Linked DNA regions of Capra hircus: region 1 is linked to region 2. A link is a contact called in public Hi-C data. All regions are on one chromosome and are shown on one strand. The core of a region is the stretch at or near the end of the contact, and the rest is flanking DNA. Distances in the headings are between cores, read along the strand shown. Region 1 holds the start of PIM1 (serine/threonine-protein kinase pim-1). Region 2 has its middle 13 kb from the start of TMEM217.

Region 1 (5,651 bases), core at 2,637-5,136, 37 kb after region 2:
TTGCTTTTGCAATGTAAAGGTCTTCCCACATTGCTTCCCAGGGGCCCACAGGTCAGGTATCCAACCGAGAGACCAGGCCCTTTCTAGAAGGCTGCTTCTTCAATGAGAAGGTATTAACTAACATCTAGAGCCTCCAGTTTGCTTTCAGCTAAAAAAAAAAAAAGAACAGCTCCCCTCTTAAACCTGTGGTTTTCAAACTTCAAGACCTTTCCCATGACGCCCACTCACCAGAAATAGGAAGGCTGATGACAAGGGATTTTGATGAGACATCACTAAGCATGATGAAGTGATTCAATTCACCTACCGACTTACAAATATGAACACCACCCACAATGAGGTCACTGGAACCGCAGTATTTAGAGGGCCTGGCCTGCCTTAAGGGAGAAGGCTCAAAGAGCCCTCAACTTCTTACTCCCGGGCAAAACAGCCAGGAGTTAAGGGATCAGGATTTTGGGGTACTCGAAAACAAACGAAAAAAATCTTCCAGTGATACTAAATGGTCTTTTTCTTCCTAATATTCTCACGGGTGTCCTTCCTCTGACCTCCCTGCGAAAGCACCCACAAATGCACATCATTTGATTCCTGCAGACTGGCTCTCAAGCATGATCACTGGCCAAGAATCCTGCTAAACCAAGGGTCACAGCCTCTCCTGGGGAGTAAAGCTCTGCAAGCTCGTCAGGGACTATCAGCCTCGTGATTCCAGCCTCTCCTCAATAAGGGGCTTCCCAGAAGTTACCTGAGGAGACCCGCTGCCTGAAGAAAACTTGGCCCCTGACGATCTCCTCATCATGCTCAAAGGGAATATCTCCGCACACCATGTCATACAGCAGGATCCCCAGAGACCAGACGGCTGCCGACCTGCCATGGTAGCGATGGTAGCGGATCCACTCTGGAGGACTATACACTCGGGTCCCTGTGAGTCAAGGGAATAGGAAGGAAAACATGCTTTTAGCAAAAATAAAACTCACAGCAACTGAGAGGTATGCTGAGTTACTTAAAAATAAAAATATAAAAGGCACCACCCTACTTCTGTCAGCAGCTGAGTGAACTCCAATCCCCCCTCCCTAGGGCTAACAGGAGTGGTTGAGCAGCTTATGGCAACTCTCCAACCCAAAGCATTACCGACTTCTCTATCAGCCCAGACCATAAACAAACAGCTCCAAGAAACAAACAGGGCCAGCCACAAACCCAAGCACCAGACTTGGATGTGGTAGGACCACCCACAACTGGAGGAGGAGATGAACACATGCATAATCAAGGGAGGTATCCCCACAGACTATCCTTAAATTGCATTAGAGGTCCTCGCCCAGGAGCAGGTCAGAGTGCCACCTCAGATATGATCCAGGCAAGGACACTTGCACAATATCCTAAGTCAGGGTGCCCTTTAAGAGGCATTCCTCTCCACCCTCTGAATGCAAGGGCAGACACCCACACACCCCTTCCTCCATCCAAGGGAGAGGTAGCACTGCTGGGCTGGCTTCAGACCACGTGATTCCTGTTTACAAACTTTGAGTTGTAAAAAAAAAAAATGTGGGGCCATCCCGCTGGCGCTCACCAGGGGGCAGCAAAGACTGGAAGGAAAAAACATGGGAGGACCCGGCCAGCCATTAACTGTTAAATACAAAAAAAAATACAGCCCAACCCAGCGTCCTCCAAGGGCAAATAAACACAAACCACAAGCCCCAGTCACAAGTTTTGAAAGGCTGTCGTTTGTTAGGTTAAGCCGCTCAGATGATGACCCACCCTCCTCTGCTTTGATCTCCGAGCTCTCCATTCCATCTTTTCTGAAAGAACCCGCTCCAAGCCCCTCCCTAGGATAGGTTTTCATCCTCTCTGTGGAGACACCCAACTAATTTTCAAACCAGCAAGAGATCCTATTTCACAACATTCATTCCCGACTCCCTCACTCCACATCACCACCAAGATAAAATAATAATAACAAGAATCAACAAAATGAATTATTTAGTAAAACTACTCTTCTCTTCCTTATTCGTCCCTAGATCAAAGGGGAGGGGAAAACACACACACACACACACACACACACACACACACACACACACACTGCAGCTCTGAAAACTACCTCAACCGAAAACTCCCTTATAAATCAAAACAAAAATGACAAAACCGGCAATCAATTTTCATCTCTCCCGCTCTCTCCTCCCCCTGTCCCCTCCCTCTCATCCTTCTACCGGCGGGGAAACTGGGTCAGACTTCAGAAATCTGGGCTACGGCCGGTTGCCCACAACCTCTTATTCATGGGGAAAGCTTGGAACCCACTGAATTTCACTTAAAAAATAAAATCATGCCAGAGACATTACAGGTTCAGCTGGCTCGAAATTCCCAGCTTTCCTACCCTGGGAAGCCCTCCTTCGCCCCACCCCTGCTAGCATCGAGCCAGGCGGCCCGATGACCTTTACAAAGGGCCGGGAGGGAAGCCTGCCGAGGCCTCCAGGCCAGGCCGAGTCACCTGGGCAGTTCCCCTCCCGGGGAGCTCCCCCTCAGGCCTGACTCACCATCGAAGTCCGTGTAGACGGTGTCCTTGAGCAGCGCCCCCGACCCGAAGTCGATGAGCTTGAGCTCGCCGCGATTGAGGTCGATAAGGATGTTCTCGTCCTTGATGTCGCGGTGAAGCACCCCGCAGTCGTGGCAGTGCCGCACCGCCTCCAGCACCTGCCAGAAGAAGCTGCGGGCCAGCTCCTCCTGCAGGGCCCCTCTTTCCGTGATAAAGTCGAAGAGGTCTTGCACCGGCTCCGGCCTCTCCAGGATCAGGACGAAACTGTCGGGCCTCTCGAACCAGTCCAGGAGCCTAATGACGCCGGAGAAGCCCGAGCTCACCTTCTTCAGCAGAACCACTTCCATGGGCACTCGGGTGCCATTAGGCTGCAGAGGGGCGAGGGGGGCTGCAGTTAGGGCGGGGGCGGGTCACAGGGTGCCCCACTCCACCCATCCCGGGGGGTCGCTACCTCCAGGATACTCACCAGCTCTCCCCAGTCGGAAATCCGGTCCTTCTCCACGTGCTTGATGGCCACCTGGAAAGCCCCCCCATAGAGTCTCTGTTAGAGATTCCCTCGCCGGGGGGCAAACACACCGGCGTGCCCCCGGCCGGCGCGCCCTCCTCGCAAGCCGGGCGCCCACTCACCGGCAAGTTGTCGGCGACACGAATGCCTGAGTACACCGAGCCGAAGCCGCCGCTGCCCAGGAGCGGGCCCACCTGGTACTGCGACTCCAGGGGCTCCTTCTCCTTGCCTATAGGAAAGGGAGAGTCCCAGGAGACTCAGTGACGTCCCGCGAGCCCCCCAGCTTCCACCCTCGAGGTCCAGCCGCCCCCCACCTCCATCCAGGGTTGGTGGGAGAGAGGCACTTACCCGGCGCCAGCTTGGTGGCGTGCAGGTCGCTGCAGGGCGCGGCGCGCAGGTGGGCAAGCGAGTTGATTTTGGACAAGAGCATCCCCACCTCCAGGGTGTCGGCGCAGAGGCTGTGTCTGGAGGAGCTACTGCAGTAGGGACTAGGGCTGCGCCGGCGGCTGTGCCTAAGGCCGGGGCTGAGGCTGCGGGTGGCGTTGCGGCTGCGGCTGCGGCTGGCGCGGAAGGCCGAGGGCGAGTCGGAGGACGACTGGGGGCGCTGGCGGCTGACGGACACGCCGGCAGGGTCAGGCAGCGCCGCGGGCGGCAGGGTGGGCGGCTCGAGGGGCTGGTGTGGCAGCGCTGCGGCACAGGGAGTGTGTAGCTGTAGCTGCTGCTGCTGTTGCCGGTCCCGCCACCGCCGCCGCCGCCAAGTCCTCTCCGGCCTCCTCCGCCACCGCGGCCGCTGCAGCAGACGCCCGGCTCGCCCTGCCGCCAGGAGTAAAAGGGGCGGAGCGCGCCGGCGGGGAGGGGGCGCGCGGGCGGGCGGGGATGGGGCGGGGCCTCTCCGGGAGGCCTAGGCGGGGGAAGCCGGGCGGCCGGGCCGGCGGAGGGAGGAGAGGGGGTGGGGGAGCGGCGGGACAGGGCGACTCCCCTCCGCACCCCCCCTCCCCGCTCGCCCTCCGTGGCCGCGCCCCGCCCCCGCCCCCGCCGGCGCGCCTCCAGCCAACCAGAGGCCGGCTCATCTGCATAACGCGGCGCGCGCCCCGCCCACGCCCCGCCCCGGCTCTCGCGGTCAGAATGGTCTCTACGCCGCCACGACGTGGCGGGAAGGAAAAGGCGCCAAAATGGAGGGGGAGGGGCGCTGGGGCGTGCGGGGAGGCGGGAGCCGGGTGTTGAGCCGCGAGGGAGGAAGGATGGGGAGGGGCGTATCGATTCAAACCCAAACAATAACAAAGCCTTCAAAGGCCGCCCGAGGCCGGCTCTGCGGCTCTCCATTTCTCGGGGTTTTTGGGTCAAGGGCTAAGAGCTGGAGCATAACAAGTTGCGCAGAGAAGACAGCCGTTGGTGTGTCAGGCCCCGAGGCCCGGCGGCCGGCGCGCCGGGGTGTGAGCGACTGTGTGGGGGGGGCAGGGGGAGGATGCCGACGAGGGTGGTCTTTATGTCTGACTCAGACGCGAGACCTCCAAGTCGGCTTGGGCGGGTTGACCACGCGCTGTGGGATCGGGCTGGATTCTCTGGGGTTTGGATGTTGGGGGCGCAGGATCTGCAAGATATGAGTCACAACGGCGGCTTCACGGAGGTGTCACAGGCCTGGAATAAAACCCGGAGAGCTCCGCTCGCTCGGGGGAGGGGTCCAGATCGCGATTGTCACAGCCGGTGAAAAGATCGGCCCCCAGATCCCCTGGCAGATTTTTATGTTTTAAAAAATGCAGAAAGGTTCCAGTGAATCCTGATGCCGAAGAAGTGATGTGTGTCAGAGTGCCCAGTAAAGAGGAAATCACGAAACAAATGTTAGTATTGTGATGCCAGATGCTGTCTCAGCCCCTTCTGTGAGGGCGGGAGAGAGAAGAAAATGCCTCATCTAAGAGCGAGGGTGGGAAGGCGCGCTAGATGTAATCAGAGTTTTCACGTTGTATTCACCTTCTCGTCAGCCTGTTATTACCAGTCAGGCAATATTAGCAATTATTGGCTGCCCCCAGTCTTGACTCAAAGGAAATTCCCCCCTCACCCCGGCTCCATGCCCCCTTGGAAATAACACGGAAACTGACCAATTCGACTTTCATCCTTTGTCCTTTTAAACTTCTTGTAGAGTTGATAACGACGTGTGAAATGAGTAAATTAAAATTCTTTGTAATCCGTAAATTGAGTTGTCGGGTCCTCCTAAGTAATTGAAAGCTAACTACATCCTCTTTTAATTTTTTTTTTTCAAGTTTCTGCCACTTAAAAAATGAGGTCTGAGGATCTGTATAGCTGTACTCATTAATGAATTTAAATGTTTCATTAAAAGTTTTCTACAATGCTGTTATATAAAGATGCTCAGATATTTCACAACTTTTATTATCTTATGAAATATTACATATTTTCCTTTTGTATACTGTGGCCTAACTCATTCATTTTCAATGACTAGGAAAAAGCCCAAGGGAACAAGAATTATTCCTTTTTTACGGATAGGAAAATGAAACATAAATAAAATGACACAGGGTCATACAACAGCTAAGAGAAGAGATAAAACAACACAAATTCAACCCCTGACTATCCAAAATTTTCCTCATGTTGGGCTCTAAAACTGTTCTTTGTACTGAGTAA
Region 2 (5,678 bases), core at 449-2,948:
GGTGACCTCCACATTACCCAGTCCTGAGCTTAGCCTTCTCTTGCCAGACCTCTCCATGGCTTTTGACCAGCTGATCCCTCTCTGACCTGCAAACAGGTCCCTCTCTTGCCCTGTGAGACACCAGGGTCACCCCTCTCTGTTCACCACCCACGTCACTGGCCCTTCTTCTCCGTCTCCTTTGCTGGCTCCTCTGAACCTCCCCGACCTGCAAGTATTGGCAAGCTCCTGGGCTCAGCCCTTTGTCCCTTTCTCTCCCCCATCTCAGTCATTCCCGGCTCTCCTTGTCCAGGCCCCTCGTAAGTAGCCTCCATACAGACATCTCTGGTCTGACGTGTCCCTGAAACTTGTACTCGTCGGTCCTGCTGCCTCTGTGCTGTGGGCAGGTGCCTCTACGTGGTTCCCAAAGATCCCTGCCAATTGATATTCACACCCATCACCTCCCCTTGAGTGCGAGCTAGACTAGCAACCCTCTTCTAACCAATCAAACACAGCAGAAGTGATAGGGTGTCATCTCTAAGATTCGGTTACAAAACCGCGATGACCTCAGGGTTGTTCACTCTCTCCGAGGGAAGCCAGCTGCCGCACTGGGAGCATCTGGAGAGGCCAGCATGGTCAGGAAGGACATCGCTAACCAACAGCCCCCAGGGACCTGAATCCTAGCAACAACCTCCTAAGTGAGCTTGGCAGCAGACCCTCCCTTAGCTGAGTCTTGAGGGGGCCATAGCCCTGGCCAGACGCCTCCACTGCAGGTGAGAGCCCCGGAGTCAGAAGACCTGTGCCAGCTGCCCCTGGGTTTCTGATCCATAGAAACTGTAACATAAATGTGTGTTCTCTTAAGCTGCTACATTTGGGGGTAATTTGTTACCAAGCAATTGATTACTAATACATGCACCCAGGTGGCGCTAGTGGTAAAGAACCTGCTGCAAATGCAGGGGACGTTAGAGACTTGGGTTCGATCTCTGGGTCAGGAAGATTTCCTGGAGGAGGGCATGGTGACCCACTCCAGTATTCTTGCTTGGAGAATCCCAAAGACAGAGGAGCCTGGTGGGCTACAGTCCATAGGGTCACAGAGTTGGACAAGACTGCAGTGACTGACTTAGCACACAGGCACACATATCTCAAAACGTGCTGAGGGGCTTCCCTGGTATCTCAGCGACAAAGAATCTGCCTGCCAGCGCAGAAGACATGGGTTCCATCACTGATCTGGGGAGATCCTACATGCCTCAGAGCAGCTAACCATCGAGCCTGTGTCTAGAGCCTGGGAGCTGCAACCTCTGAGCCCATGGGCTGCAACTATGAAGCCTTCACACCCTAGAGTCCATGCTCTGCAAGAAGAGAAGTGAACTCAACAAGAAACCCACACACTGCACCGAGGGAGTAGCCCCCACTCACCACAACTAGAGAAAAGCCCAGCCGCAATGAAGACCCAGCATAACCAAAAATAAATAAAGAGGAGTCACAATCCAGACTGTGGTTTTCCCTCCCAAAGCTGCCTTAACTCCCAGTCTTTGTCACCTCCACCCTTCTAGTTGCTCAGGTCAAGGACCCAGGAATCATCCTTGGGTTCTCTTTCTCTCTCAGCCTTTATCCAACCCCTCAGCAAACCCTCCCAGCCCCACCTTCAGTGTGCACTCAGATCCCACCGCTGCTCCCTACCTCCGCTGGCACCGTCCGGCCCAGGCTGGCACCATCTTTTGCCCAGGTTATTGCAGGAGCAGCATCCTAACTGCCTCCCTGACGCCGCTCTTGCTCCCTCTGCAGTCAGCTGTCCACTCAGCAGGCAGAGGGATCCTGTTGAAACCCAAGGCAGATCACGTTCCTCCCCTACTCTGCTATTCATATCCCACCAGGGCCCCCGCCACACTCGAGGAAAACTCCTAAGCCGTCGTCATAGAGTGTTGAGAGCTGAGTGATCCATTTCCCTGTCATCTGTCCAACCTCCTTCCTCACCACCTTTCTCTCCCTCCCTCTGCTCCAGCTGCCCTGGCTGCCTTGCAGTCCCCCTTACACACCCAGCACATTCCAGCCCCAGGGCCTTTGCACCTGTCTCCTCCTTACTCCAGGTGTCCACTGGCTTGCTTTCTTGTTTCTGTCGGGAGTCTGCTCAAAAGCCATCACAAATGCCTTCCCTACCAACCCATGTGAAGCGGCCCTTCCCCCACCCCCTCCAACCCACTTACCCTGCTTTACTTTAAAAAAAAAAAAAAAAAAAAGATTGCTTTATTGTTTTTGTTTGTTTGCCTCATGACTTGTGGATCTTCGTTCCCCGACCAGGGATTGAACCCTCGCACTCCGCAGTGAAAGCGCAGAGTTGTAATCATTGGACCACCAGGGAGTTCCCTACCCTGCTTTACTTTTTCCTAACACAGACTATCACCTGCCTTACTATATATATTGGGTTTGGTCAAAAGGTTCTTTCGGGTTTTTCCATATGATGTAACAGAAAAACCCAAATGAACTTTTTGACCAGGCCAATAGTTATGTTCCCCCCAAAATGTAAGTGCCATATTTTCTTCATTGCTATTTTCCCAGCACCTAGAACAACGCCCAGCACACAGCAGGTGCTTGGTAAATATTTGTGGGGTCAATGGACCCACCCCCTCAGCAGAAGAGGGTGTTACTTGATTGTCAAATGATGCTTATGGTAGCTGGGCTGGTGAGGGACAGGGCATGGTCGCTCCCTTGACCTCTTCCTACTCCTTTTTCTCTCTTCTCACTCACATCTGGAGACCGTGGCGAAGACTGTGGACAGTCACAGAGTTACAGGTGGGGAAATACCCACAAAGGATATAAGAAGGTCAGCTTCCTGGTCCTTTTCTTCCTCCCCTAATCCTCTGCCTCTACCAGCTGCTGACACGAGAAATACCGCCTCATCTCCCAGCCTTTCGAACAACTCAGGAGGCCCTGGGAAGGGCGGTGCCCTGAGCTCTGCCCCTCACCCCAGTGACAACCTCTGACTTTCCATCTTTGCTTTCTTCACCACGTTCGCTGAGTATCTACTGCATAGAAGGCCCTGAACTAGGAACAGGGGGTGCCCTGAAAAGTAAGTCACAGCCCAAAGGACTGTGGACACATTCCAAAGGACTCCCAACCCACTGAGCGGTGGGGGTCCTTGAGGGGCCATTTGGACCCCCAGTATGATCGGTACTGAGGGGGGAGCACTGGGGGCCGCAGGAGGAGTCCAGACTCTTAGAGGTTGGAGAGTCAGGGAAGTCTTCCTGCAGGAGGAGACATTTAAGCTGGGTCCTGGGAGAAGTCTGATTTAGCCCTGAGAAAGGAGGGGAGGAAATGGAAAGGTGGGAGCCTGAGAAGGTGCAAATCCCCCTGGGACAGTAGAGCTGTGCTCTCTTACGCGGTTTCCACATCAGGGTGAAGGCTTTGCACAGGGGAACAATGGTGTCAAGAGGAAGCAAGAGGTCGGAACTTCCCCAGAGAAAAGAGGGTCTCCCCTTTTCCCACGGCCCCTGCTGGCCGCTCCCAGGGGCGCCTGCTCTTGAGCATAACAACCACGGAATATTTCTGAGCATCTTTCCCACCTCACCGCTGTCACCTGTAAGTCCAACGTCCAACGGAGGACAGACTTCATTCTGTGTTGACTTTCCCCCGCCGGTTTCAAGATGTGTAAATGTTTCCATAGTCTTACTTCTTTTTTCCTCCCAGCCCTGGGTCTCCATTTCCCCTGCTTTCTTTCACCCCAGAAGCCCCCACTTGAGCATTGCTGCTCTTGGCCTTTGAAGCCCTCGTCTTTCCCTTTCTTCAGCCTCTCCTGGCTATCACAGGTCTTGACGCACAGGCTGATGCTATACTTTCCTTGTTCCAATTACCCTGCCCCCCAGCAAGCGGTTAACGAGGGCCCCCAAGAGCCAGCCACCAGGTGAGCCTGCCCTGGTGACGAAGGCTGAGCCCCCGACCCTTGGGACAGCCTTTCACTGAGCGAGCTGCCCCGTGAAACGCTCCTCAGCTTCCTTCCTCTTCTCTCTGCCCCTCACCACTTGTTAGTAAAACAGGCTTTTTTTTTTTAACCATTGAAGTGTTTAAATTAAAAATAAATAAATTAGGATTTTCTTCCCTGGCAAACAGGTTTTACAAATAGCTGCTGACTGTATTTTGTTTCATAAACAAGGGCTTTGCTTTAGGTGTGCCTCTTTGTGCATATGATTGTGTCTGTGTATCTGTGTTTGTGAGAGTGTTTGTGTATGTTGTGTGTTTGCCTAATTATGTATGGAGAAGGAAATGGCAACCCACTCCAGTATTCCTTTTTTTTTTAATTTAAATTTATTTAATTGGAGGCTAATTACTTTACAATATTGTATTGGTTTTGCCATACATCAACATGAATCCGTCACAGGTATACACGTGTTCCCCATCCTGAACCCCCCCTCCCACCTCCCTCCCCGTATCATCCTTCTGGGTCATCCCAGTGCACCAGCCCCAAGCATCCTGTATCCTGCATTGAACCTGGACTGGCGAGTATTCTTGCGTGGGAAATCCCATGGACAGAAGAGCCTGGCAGGCTACAGTCCATGGGGTGGCAAAGAGTCGAACACGGCCGAGAGACTAAACAAAAAGGCTGAGGTAAACAATTATTTGGTGATTGTCAGAAATAACTTACATATTCAAGATACAAAAAGATTTTAAAAATCATTAAGGCTTTATAGTTTTCTAAAATCTTCTGCCTCCTACCAATGCTTCCTTTCCCTTCGGAAATACATCCTCCAAGGGGAAACACTGGATGCATCTTATTTAAAAGGGGACGTTTGGGGACTTCCCTGAAGGCCCAGTGGTTAAGACTCCAAGCTTTCACTGCCATGGCCTGGGTTTCGTCCCTAGTTGGGGAACTAAGATCCCACAAGTTGTGCAGTGTGGCCAAATAAAAAGTAAAAGGGGGACTTCCCCGGTGGTTCAGTGGTTAAGACTCCTGCTTTGAATGCGGAGGGCATGGGTTTGATCCCTGGTTGGGGAACTAAGATCCGACATGCTGTGTGGCAAAACCAAAATTAAAAAATGAAAATAAATAAAATATATGAAAGGGGATGTTTGTTTTTCCTCTTACCCCAACAGCATGACACTCGTGTATTTTATGAATGATTTGGAGAATGGAACTTCCAACTGTCTTGCTTCTCAAACAATTGGGAACAAAAGGATCCCATTCAAAAGAATCGGGAGAAAGCAGCTGTAAAAAGTGTCCAAGCAACTAGAGGTCCTATGGAGTCCACTAGTAGACACTCAGCAGCTTCTTTTCAAGGATTCCCAGCTTCTGGCATTTTCCTCTACCCAGGCTGAGCCTCCTACTGGCTACCTTGACTCAACCTGACCCCACCTGCCCCTCACTCGGATCCAACAATCACTTGCATTTTCTGGCCTGATTGAGAAGATTTTATTTAGCATTGGATCCCTTTTGTGCAATAGCCACCCTCCTTCTCCACATTCTGACAGCTTGGAACATACTTTTGCTTCCTAAACATGTGCATTCACGCCTTCCTTCTCATTTATCCATTCATCAAAATGCAGGGCTTGTCAACTATGTGCTGGGCTTTGTGCTAAGAAGTGAAACAAAAATAAAAAACAAGATACAGTCTTGGCTCTGAACCAAGAAGGGTGCCCATGAGGGAGTAATTACAATATTATATGATAAATCAGGTAACAGAGGTAAGTCCAAAGTGTTATGTTCTCTCTAT

Evidence for each region. A called contact is a pair of places that touch in the nucleus more often than the background predicts.
Region 1: a Hi-C map of blood shows a contact between it and region 2, with 1.7 times the contacts expected there. The contact joins the promoter of PIM1 here to the enhancer-like site in region 2. A contact is called at or near these places in 2 of 5 Hi-C or Micro-C datasets (both in blood).

Annotation. Positions count from the first base shown.
Region 1 is chr23:37,689,579-37,695,229 of ARS1.2, forward strand. It overlaps PIM1 (serine/threonine-protein kinase pim-1), which reads right to left and starts at 3,887. Exons shown (of 6, transcript XM_018039243.1): 1 at 3,366-3,887; 2 at 3,140-3,246; 3 at 2,979-3,029; 4 at 2,514-2,880; 5 at 737-913. The coding sequence starts at 3,447.
Region 2 is chr23:37,654,298-37,659,975 of ARS1.2, forward strand. No RefSeq gene overlaps it. Among named protein-coding and RNA genes, the nearest start is that of TMEM217, 13 kb to the left of the region's middle. Within about 2 kb of position 1,699, at least 1 of the 5 cell types and tissues checked has an H3K27ac peak or open chromatin away from gene starts, as enhancers often do.